Linked DNA regions of Rattus norvegicus: region 2 is linked to region 1. The links are chromatin contacts, called in public Hi-C maps. All regions are on one chromosome and are shown on one strand. The core of a region is the stretch at or near the end of the contact, and the rest is flanking DNA. Distances in the headings are between cores, read along the strand shown. Region 1 overlaps LOC134482771 (a long non-coding RNA gene). Region 2 has its middle 79 kb from the start of Adtrp.

Region 1 (5,220 bases), core at 663-3,162:
GAAAAAGATTAAGACATTATCCAACAATGTCATTCACTTAAATTATAATGCAGCCCCTCAGTGAACAACTATACAGCTACGTTAAGAGAAAAAAATGGTAAAAAGGAAGCTCTTTGTATATGACTGTGGAATATCCAGAAATACTTTTGTGTATATGAATCTATTATGGCATTCTGGTATAAAATAAAGAAATATCTTCAAAGTTCAGTTTTGTTCTATCTGCATGAGGCATCACTACGAGCCCAAAGATAGCCACAAAATGGCTGCCTATGCACAGAAGTCTATGTAACACAAAAGAAACTAATAAAATTGGCTACTGATATTCCTCTACAATGAAGGGAATTCTATTTCTAGGTATTTAAATAAAACAATAGGAGGCAAGAACTCATGAATACTTCTATGCTGATGTTCATAATATTATGTGCAATAACCCAGAGGTAGGAAAAGCATGAATGCTCATCAGTGACTGGAAAGATAAATATGACTGTATTTTTCTATTTATGACATGTTTATATTGTGTACCCCACACACACACAACATCATTTGCCCTTGAAAAGTAAAGAAATTCTGACACACATCACAACTTGAGTGAAATTTAAAGATACTATGCTAAGTGAAATAAGCAACACACAAAAGACAAATATTTCAGGGTTCCGTTTATATAGTGCACTAAATAGGTTTCTCCGGAAGAAGAGAAGTGGTGTAATGAATGCATATAAAGGAGTTTAGTCCGTTGGTTAACTCGTCGACTGGGTAGTCCAACAGGGGCTGGCTCCTGACTGTAGAAGCTGAAAATTCAGCAACTCTTTGATCCATGAGGCTGGACTTTTCAGTCAATCTGACAGTAATGGTCTGGAGGAGTCCTGATTGCTGTTGGTCCTTTATCCATGCTTGAAGGCCAGAGAAGCTGTGTTCTGTTGGCTGAAAGAATGGCAGACAGCACTGTAGCATTGAGAGAAGATACATACTCACCAGCAAGGAGGGAAAGCAGACAGGCCAAAGCATCCCTGTTTGTCCCTCAAATTCCATTGTGTCTGGGCCACCACCAAGAGATAGCTTCTCAAACCCACCCAGAGGTGTGTATCTTAATTGGTTCCAGAACCAGCAAAGTAGACAGCCAGGGTTATCCATTATACACAGGGCATCCAGAAGAGTCAAACTCATAGAGACAGGAAATAAGTTAGAATATACTAGAGGCTGAGAAGGGGGATGGAATCCCCTACTAAAGTCTCAGCCGGGAAGATGGAGTGATTCTGCAGATGGGTTGTGCTGTTGCCTGCACAGCTGTAGAGGGTGTAATTTAATCATTACAGCTATGCTACATATATTTTTGTGTCTTTGCTTACAAAGTCAGGTCATGTTGGGTAGTCCACACTGGTCTTGAACTCAGGATTCTCCTATTTAGCCTCCTGAATGCTGAGGTTACCATCATTGTACCCAGCATACACACACACACACACACACACACACACACACACATGCACGCACATGTTGGGCATAATGGTGGTACACATACATATCACAATACTAAATATATACCATAATACCAAAAGAAATTGGCTGGTAATAAAGTCAGGAGTGTAAGTAGAAGATTCAGATCTGGGAGAGACACCACTCAACATATGTCTCCTGAACTATGTAAATATATTATGTAATTACCCAACAAGTCATTTCTGAAGAGCCATCTGGACTTCTCAGATCACTTCTGCAAATGTGAGGGTTTTTTTCCTCAATGCAAATATTGCTTTTTTTTTTTCGTCCCAGTGCCTTAAAAAGCACCTACATCACTGTAAGACTGAGGAGACAAACTTTCACATGTCAGAATATTAAGCAGCCCTGTCAACCCAGAGAGATACAGGTTGGGGCATGCAAGAGACCATCTCCATCCTGGTCTTTGAGGGGATGACTCCCCTGACTGCACTTGCCTGAAGACTTAGCCTCCTACACAAGGGAGGTGAGACAGGCCGGTTCTGACTACCTCACCCTCAGAGTTTTACATACTTACCAAAGTACCCCTGCTTTGTGTGGGATTGGTCTTCATCTCAGCTCTGTGTGTGTGTGTGTGTGTGTGTGTGTGTGTGTGTGTGTGTGTGTGTGTGTGTGTGTTTGGTTTTGGTTTGGTTTGGTTTGGTTTGGTTATTTGGTTTGGTCTTTGAAGACAGGGTCTTGCTAGATATCCCAGCTTGTCTGGAATTTATGGTAATCCTCCTGCCTCAGCCTCTTGAATTCTGGGGTTACAAGTCTGTGATATCACATCGTGCTTTCCATTGACCTTTGATACATCACGACCTCTTTCATTTGGCTCCTTTTGGCCTGCACTCCTTCCCTGTGGGGGAGCTACAGGAGGAAGAAAAGGGCTTCAGCTCTGCCCCACACAGTCCTGTCTGCAGCTGACCAGCCTCTACTTGAACGATTCCATCCCAAGAAGAACAACCTCTACTGAAGGACCTGATCCCAGGGCCACTGACACTCATCCTCATGTTGTCCAGAGACTGCTACTCATTGGTCCTGTTTTGTTTTCTAGAAACAGAAAAAGAAAATTTAATGCCTGTTCAGCATGAGATGGCTTCAGATACTTTGGGGTGACTACTTAGTAGATGGGAGACGGCTCTAGGTTCCATCTCCAACACGGCAAAGAGCCAAAGCAAATCCCAAATCCTAGGGCAGGTATCACAGGATATGGCTTCCATCCACAGTGATTCACTCTCAGGCTTTCCCCTCCTCTCCTGGTAAAGCCAACTCTCAAATAAGCTTGACACCACTACCGCCAGCACTCCTCTGGGCCCACAGCCACTGAAGAAATAAATCCTTCCAACATATGAGCCACCTAAGGAATAAGTCTCTCCCCTCCCAGTTGAACTTGGACAGTTCATCGTACATATTAATTAATTTATCTTGGTTGGCTTGATTTTTTTTCTTGCTTTGTTTGGTTTGATTTTTAAGACAGGGTCTCTGTCTACAGATTTGGCTGACCTGGAGCTTACTATGTAGGACAGATTTGTAGCAACCCTCTCGTCCCAGCCTTGAACTGGCAGCGTTGGGATGGCAGGTATGAATCAACGTGCCTGGCTCAGCCTGCATCTGAACTGCAGCTTTAGGGCAGCCCCAGAAAAACAGAACCAAAGAAGTTGGAGGGAGGGACTTCCTGACCCAGAGACTCCAATAACTGGGCTGGACATTGTATGTGGGGAATTACATTACACTGGGGGCATTTCATATGGAACAATAACAAACGTGTGCCAAAGGGAAGGGTAGATTGTAGGAGATAACATCACATACATGGCTCATATGATGCATAAGCTCAATCTCCAGGGACAGTGAAATTCTGTGATCGGTCCTGCTCTTCGCCCAGCTCAGATGGAGTGGTATCCTCCCAGTTCTTTCACTGGCATTGTGTTCTCCTAACCATAGAGGTAAGTGTCATGAAAAGTGTTCTAGGTGTGATGTCAATGGCCTAACGTCACCATTTTGAATAACAAAGTTGTCATACTTAACTTTCATGCTGCTCTCAGGGTTTTTTCCCACATAAAATACATACATGTTTTACTAAGGTCTTGAAGAGTTGTTTTTTTTTTTTTCCTGACGAGAATAGACTTGTGTTGGTATCTAAGATGTGAAGGACATTTGTCTGAAAGACAGATTGGCATTGGTTTTGTGTCATTATAAAAAATAAGCTAGCATCATAATATTGTAAATAATACAGGAGAAGCAAACTGAACAGCTAAGGGAGAGGGTGGCTCCATGGAGGTAGTGACAGTGTGGATTTTGAACATTGTATATATGATCATCATTCACCTATCCATATATTTCAATCATTTGTCCCTCTGTCTTCCCTTCCTCCCTTCTTTCCCTCTCCTCCTTTCATTCCTTTCTTTCATTGTTGTTACTTAGTCAGGGTCCACTGTATCACCCAGTCTGGACTCAAACACACAATCTTTCTGCCTAGGTCTCCTATGTGCTGGGATCAAAGGTGTGAACTGTCCTGCCTGGGGCAATTAAAACCCCTTTTACCTGTCGGGTTGGCCTTTTCAACCTGTTTTTTAATTATCTCTGCCAACCAACTCTGTTCTTCACTGGATTCATCAATCTCTTCCTTCTTTAACATGAAAATATTTTAAGAGTGGACAAGATGTCATGGGACATATTTCATTGTCTGAGCAGGGAGATGGGAGGCGGGCCAACTCTACTTCATCTCTTAGAAGTGGATTTTTCTCTTAAAGCAATTTAAAATGTTTGATTGTGGCTACAGCACATAATATAAAACTTACTGTCTGAACCATTGTATGTGGATAGGTCAGAAGTGTCAAGTGTGTTCACATTGCCACACAAACGCTATCTCCAGAACATTCTAGGCTTGCAAAACAGTTGATTTCTTCACATCAAACAATGCTCTCCCTTGTTCCCTCTCTCAGCCTTTGTCAGACACTATTCTGTGACAATGACATTGGTAACTTTAGATGCTCCACAGTAATAGAATCACCTCACATTTGCATTTTCTCTTACAACTGGATTTCAAGATTTAGTAAGTGTCCTCAAGGTTCATCCATACTTTAGCAAACATCAGAATTTCCTTCTTCGTGGTTGAGTCATACTCTATTGCCTTTTGACCACAGCCCACTGCATCCTGTTTACCCACTCATCTGACAGTGGGCACTTAGATGGCTTCCACTGTTTGGTTATTGAATACAATGCTGCTCTGATTATGGGTAATGCCACAGGATTACTTTACATTCCCACTGACTGGGCACAGGGTTCCAGCTTCCCTGACCTCTACACTAACACTTGTTGTTTTCTATTTCTTTGACAGTGGCCATTATGGTGGTATATCTTAGTTAGGGTTTTATTACTGTGAACAGAGAGTATAACCACAGTTACTCTTATAAAGGAAAACATTTCATTGGGGCTGGTTTACAGGTTTACAGGTTCACAGGTTTAATCCACTGTCATCGTGGCTCGAAGCAGAGTAACACACAGGCAGACATGGTGCTGGAGAGGTAGCTTGAGGCTGGATTCAAAATCAGTAGTGGGAGAGAGAGAGAGAGAGAGAGAGAGAGAGAGAGAGAGAGAGAGAGAGAGAGAGAGAGAGAGAACCACTGTGTCTGGCTTAAACATTTGAAACCTCAAGGCCCACTCCCAGTGATACACTTCCTCCAACAAGGCCACATGTTCTTTCTAATGGTACCACTCCCTGGTGACCAAGCATGCAAATCTATGAGCCTA
Region 2 (5,471 bases), core at 583-3,082, 160 kb before region 1:
CTCCTCCCTGTTGAATTTATGCAACCATTGTAAAGACATCCTGCCAAGCCATCTTAATATAAGATGGGAGATTGAAGCTAAACAAATACTCCATCTGCAAATGTTGAGCGGGCCCTCCTCCTTGTCTTTTCCTAATTGCTGTTTGAATTTATTTCTGGTGCACTGTGATGCAGAAGCTGCCTGGAAACGTTGTCCATATGTTGGGTGGGAAGAGGGAGGATGTGACAACGAGCCTCTTCCCTTTAGGTGACTGTATTGAAGCTGAGTTAATTACTGAAAATTCAGTGCTCGGTGAAAAGCCACTGAAATCTAAAGTTGCTGGAGTTCATGGCAATCATGATATTTGTTGCCTTTGTGCTACCTTCTTTTTATCCTATTAATATATTAATAATGAGGTGTGATTTGGGAGCCTCTTGCTGACTTGGTGAATACTGTGCTGATACTGAGCGAGTTTTCTTTCCTCCCACCCACATCTTATTCCTGGGGTCAACCTTGCTCCTTTGTGTGCCAGGCTTTAACACCAAATTTACCAGTGCTTGCAAGTGATGACCAAGAAAACCATTCCTCGTTGCACCAATGGCGCCCTTGGACCAGGAGAGCGGGGACGAGAATGTTATTAAGCGAGTCCTGAGAGTGAGTTCCTTATTTCTGTTATCTATTCTCCCGGTAACCAGCAGAAAACTGACGGTTCGCTCCCAATTTGCATAAGAAGAGACCGAACTCTGCAGGGCTGAGTCACCTATGACTATAAGTGCCTTAGAATTGGAACTAATTGGATTTAGAGTGTCTAGGGAGTCTATGTGTTTTTCACCTTGACATTTTAGGAGCCCACAAAAAGTGAATTAGCCAAGCCGGCTTTCCGTCCTTTTGGACATCCCTTTTTCCTCAAGTCATTCAGGGTGTTTGGGACAGTAGCTCCTTGGAGGACCCGCAAGGCCACCTGCTCTGCAGCGTGGTAATAACGATTAGGAGTGGGTCTCTTTGGTGGCTGCTGCATTACAAGGGCTCCTCCTGGTATTTGAGTGGGAGGGGAGGTGTCTGGGTCCCTTGTCATCTGCAGCATGTGGGTGGCAATGAGAAAGTTTGGACATCTTTTAAAGTAACTACTCTGCTCCGGTTACAGCTATTTTTCCACTCCAGCCAATAATGACCTTCTTGACTCTAAACATAGGTGGGGTTCGTGGACCATCCCCAGACATGCTGGTGCTCCTTGCTGTGGATGTTAGGAAGTGCTCGCACTGAGCGTACCATAGGACCCGAATCCTACCGCGAAGCTACCATGATGATGCCTTTCTTATGAGTTTTCCCTGACTCCTCCAGGCCTTACACAGGGAAACCATCCCGAGAGGAGGATGGTAACGGAAGCTTGTCTTTTCAGCCCATCACCATTCAGAACGATGGCTTTTAGCACCCATTCAGAAGGCTTCGCCCAGGGCTGTAGGCTTAGGAGCTCCATTAGCCATTTGGGAAGGTAAGATTGACACAGGCCGTGGGTGGTGACAAAGTGTCTTATGAAGCAATCAGCTCGTATCTCTTCTTGGAACTCTATTAGGGTTGTATGTGGAACAGTCTCAGAAATTAATTTTCAAATAGCTCTCATCTGTTCCCTTGATCTTCCTTAACTCTGTTCCACCAGTTGGTTCATTCTAGGAGGCACAGGCTGTTGTTTCCTTGATTGGACGATGTGAGATCTGGGGAGACTCTTGAATGAAGAAAGGAGAGAGAGTGGGAGCTTGGCAAGTGGAAGCCGCAGGATTAATATAGGCCTATGAGTCACAGGGACTGCAGGCGAATGCTACTGAGTGGGCCGACGGAGGGAGTGTGGGCACAGAGCAGGCTTGAGGCAGACTGAGAGGAATGAGGGAGAGCAAGGAGCAACGCTTCGGGAGTGTTAGTCAGACTCTGCAGAGAAACAGCACCAATCAGATTCAAGTGCATGTCGGAGGCAATTTCATTCAAAAGAATAGGCCCCAGTGATGACAGAGTCTGGCAAAGCTCAAATATGCAGGCTGGAGGCCCAGAGAAGGGCTGATGTGGAATGTCAAAAGTATTCCCACGGGTGCCACCACCGTGGTGCCCACAGCCTGGTGTCCAATGCTAGCAAAGCACAGTGGTTCATGGTCACAGGGAGCAGTGGGAAGTCTTGACCAAGGATCTCTATAGATGCTTCCAAACCTCTAACAGAGCTTGGCCCCACACTGTGCCTCAAAGTCACTCCTACTGTGTCCCCAAAGAGGCCAGGTCACCAGTTCTGCTTTGGCATTGGCTGCTCAAGGCAGCTAGGATGCAGGCAGTGGCTTGAAGACTTAGTTGCTGCCTTTCCATGATGGTTAAATCAAGATTCTTAAACATCAGCGGGGAATTCCAGCTTTAGTTGCATATTAGAACTATCTAGAAGGGGGGGCTAAACACCTAGCATGGGGTTCATAGTTCAGACAAATTCAGAATCTCTGAACTGGGGTGGGGTGAAGGGAGCATCTGGGAAATTGTATTCCTGTAAGCTCCTTAGTGGCTGCTCAAATACAAGGAAAGTTGGATGGAAATCCATGGAACATGGCAGTCGTAACAGGGTAACAGACTGGGTCAGTTAGAAAGGGAAATACCTTAGTTGGCTCAAGGTTCTGGAGTCTGGGGAATCTAGAAATGTGGCATTGGTAACTGCTCTGCCTCTGGGGAGGACTCTACACACCATGTTAATAGAGCAGAGGCCATCAAATAGTCAATTCTGAGGCATGGAATCTTCAGTCTTCATCCTTCAGTAAAGTTACCATGCAGACCTCCCTCTCATGTCATCTAGCCTAATCACCTCGCAAAGGACTACTACCACTAACATGCAAATTTGGGGGTTCATTTTCTAACACATGAACTCTTGGGTGACACCCAAACCATAGCCACCCTTAGCAGCCCTCAGTGTTTCCTTTGCCAGGCTGTCTTCAGTGTCTGATGGGTACGTTGTTTTTCTTTGATGGTCTTACCCAGGTGCCCATACAAGAGTGCCTTGCTGAGCTGTTTCACTGCCCCTAACTCACTCGCTAACGTTCCTTGGGTTTAGAAAAGCAGGTGTTTCCACAGTGATACCATTTTTCTCTAAACCGGCATTCATCACATGTTGGCTTAAAAGATTTGAAAGAAAAACGTCTAATGTGTTGAAGACACAGAGGAAGGATTAGATTTTCCAGTCGTCATGAAGGAGACAGAAGCAGGATTTGTTAAGAAAATCATATGGTGTACAGGAAACAGCTCTGTCTGACATTTCTCTCTTGCGTAATTCTTCATTGAGAAAAATCCATCAACGTTACTGACCTTAAGCGGTGTTTTGCTACCAGATAATGATGTCAGTCTCTCTGTGCGATGGTGAATGAAGGTTCCAGAATGACAAACAGCAAATGTCCATTTAAATGGGGAGCACACTGTATGGGTTCTGAGTCATCACAGACCGATGGAAAGAGTTAAGAGCTCTTTTGGTATCTATGACTTCTAAATCCCCAGTCTCTCATTTATTAAGCCGAAATTATTCACTGTTGTCACCAGAACTTTTATGGTACAAGCCCGAGGCCTCACAACTCTAACAAGAAAAGCATCTCTGCTCACCCCTCAATGAGCCAACACAATAGCCTAATAGTCAAGAGCTGGGAAAGGCAGGGAATATATGGAGCGTGGCTCCTGGTTTCCACTATCTGGAAAACTGTCAATATGCTGACAGAAGTCTCTTCCAGGAAGACAAGCTCCCCTATGCCTGGCAGTAGAGCCCAGTCTTTTCTTCCCCCCTTTCCTTCTTCTGGGGGAAATTCCAATTCTGTGGGTCCACTGCTCAATAGTCTCCTATCTGAAGGGAGAAGGGCACCTGACTGGCGTCTTTCCTGCTGAGACGGTCATTGAGCTGAAGGGCATCCTCCGGCGCTCACAAACTCCCAGACCATCAGAAAGGGACCTTAGTGGGAACTAAGACCCTCGCCTATGTGATGTGCTGTGCATCCTGAAGTGAATTGCATTGGGCTTGGAGTAGACATTACATCCCTCCTACCACTGGGGTTTCTGTGAGAAAAGAGAGGCACATTTGGGTCCAGAGTCCAGATTCACTGTAAGGTGAGGGGGAAAAAAGTCACAAATAGTAAGGAAAGTGGAAGCAGGGATTATAGCATTGCTGTGATTAAACTAGGGCCACTAGGAGCCAGCAGAAGGAAGGAGTCTTCCTCATCATCTTCTAAGGGGACATATAGCTACTATGCTTGGCACGTAAGGCCATTGGCCCCTGCAACTGTGGGGCAATACACTTTCTTTTTTTTTTTTTTTTTTTTTTTTTTTTTTTGGAGCGGGGGACCAAATCCAGGGCCTTGTATTTGCTAGGCAAGCACTCTACCACTGAGCTAAATCCCCAACCCCGGGAATACACTTTCATGGTGTTTAAGGTCACCAGCTAGTAGCATTTTGCTACAGTAACTATAAAGATCTAAAACAATTACCAACCATGCTCTTCTAAGGTATTGCGACCATAAGGCATTCATACTGTAAAGGTGATTAGATTTGGTAATGATAACATTTTAACTAAACATACATTGGGACTGTTTGATACTAATGGGTCTTTCATGAGTATCTCTGTGGCTCAGAGAAATGACAGGTGTTGAGTGCAGTGGAAGTGAGATGCAGCAGGGTGGTCAGTCAACAGCCAAGAGCGGCATCTCCACATCCCCACCCGTCAACCATGGAGGGAGACCATGAGTCATTTAGAGTTACCTGTTGTGGGTCCCTCTCTGGAGTTACACCTTCCATCTCTTCCTCAGGAGTTACACCTTCCATCTCTTCCTCAGGAGTTACACCTTCCATCTCTTCCTCAGGAGTTACACCTTCCATCTCTTCCTCAGGAGTTACACCTTCCATCTCTTCCTCAGGAGTTACACCTTCCATCTCTTCCTCAGGAGTTACACCTTCCATCTCTTCCTCAGGAGTTACACCTTCCATCTCTTCCTCAGGAGTTACACCTTCCATCTCTTCCTCAGGAGTTACACCTTCCATCTCTTCCTCAGGAGTTACACCTTCCATCTCTTCCTCAGGAGTTACACCTTCCATCTCTTCCTCAGGAGTTACACCTTCCATCTCTTCCTCAGGAGTTACACCTTCCATCTCTTCCTCAGGAGTTACACCTTCCATCTCTTCCTCAGCAAGTACCCAAAGCACCAGGGGTTGTGGAGGTCAGAAATTTCCACTAAGCTCAGCTTAAGAATCCTCTAAGTTGGGGCTGGGGATTTAGCTCAGTGGTAGAGCGCTTACCTAGGAAGCGCAAGGCCCTGGGTTCGATCCCCAGCTCCGAAAAAAAGAACCAAAAAAAAAAAGAATCCTCTAAGTTCCTTTCATCATAGGACTTGGTCTTCTTCTAGCTACTGTTACAAATTCTAAAGTTTCATTTATTTAGCTATAACTCTCATCCCGAACCATAAAACAGAACATTCCAGAAATAAGCAACCTAGCTGCTA

Evidence for each region. A called contact is a pair of places that touch in the nucleus more often than the background predicts.
Region 2: a Hi-C map of frontal cortex shows a contact between it and region 1, with 3 times the contacts expected there. The contact joins two enhancer-like sites. A contact is called at or near these places in 2 of 12 Hi-C or Micro-C datasets (frontal cortex and kidney).

What each region holds. Positions count from the first base shown.
Region 1 is chr17:23,050,558-23,055,777 of GRCr8, reverse strand. LOC134482771 (a long non-coding RNA gene) reads right to left here. Exons shown (of 2, transcript XR_010059320.1): 2 at 3,280-3,628. Among named protein-coding and RNA genes, the nearest start is that of Adtrp, 83 kb to the left of the region's middle. Within about 2 kb of position 1,912, at least 3 of the 93 cell types and tissues checked have an H3K27ac peak or open chromatin away from gene starts, as enhancers often do.
Region 2 is chr17:23,211,757-23,217,227 of GRCr8, reverse strand. No RefSeq gene overlaps it. Among named protein-coding and RNA genes, the nearest start is that of Adtrp, 79 kb to the right of the region's middle. Within about 2 kb of position 1,832, at least 35 of the 93 cell types and tissues checked have an H3K27ac peak or open chromatin away from gene starts, as enhancers often do.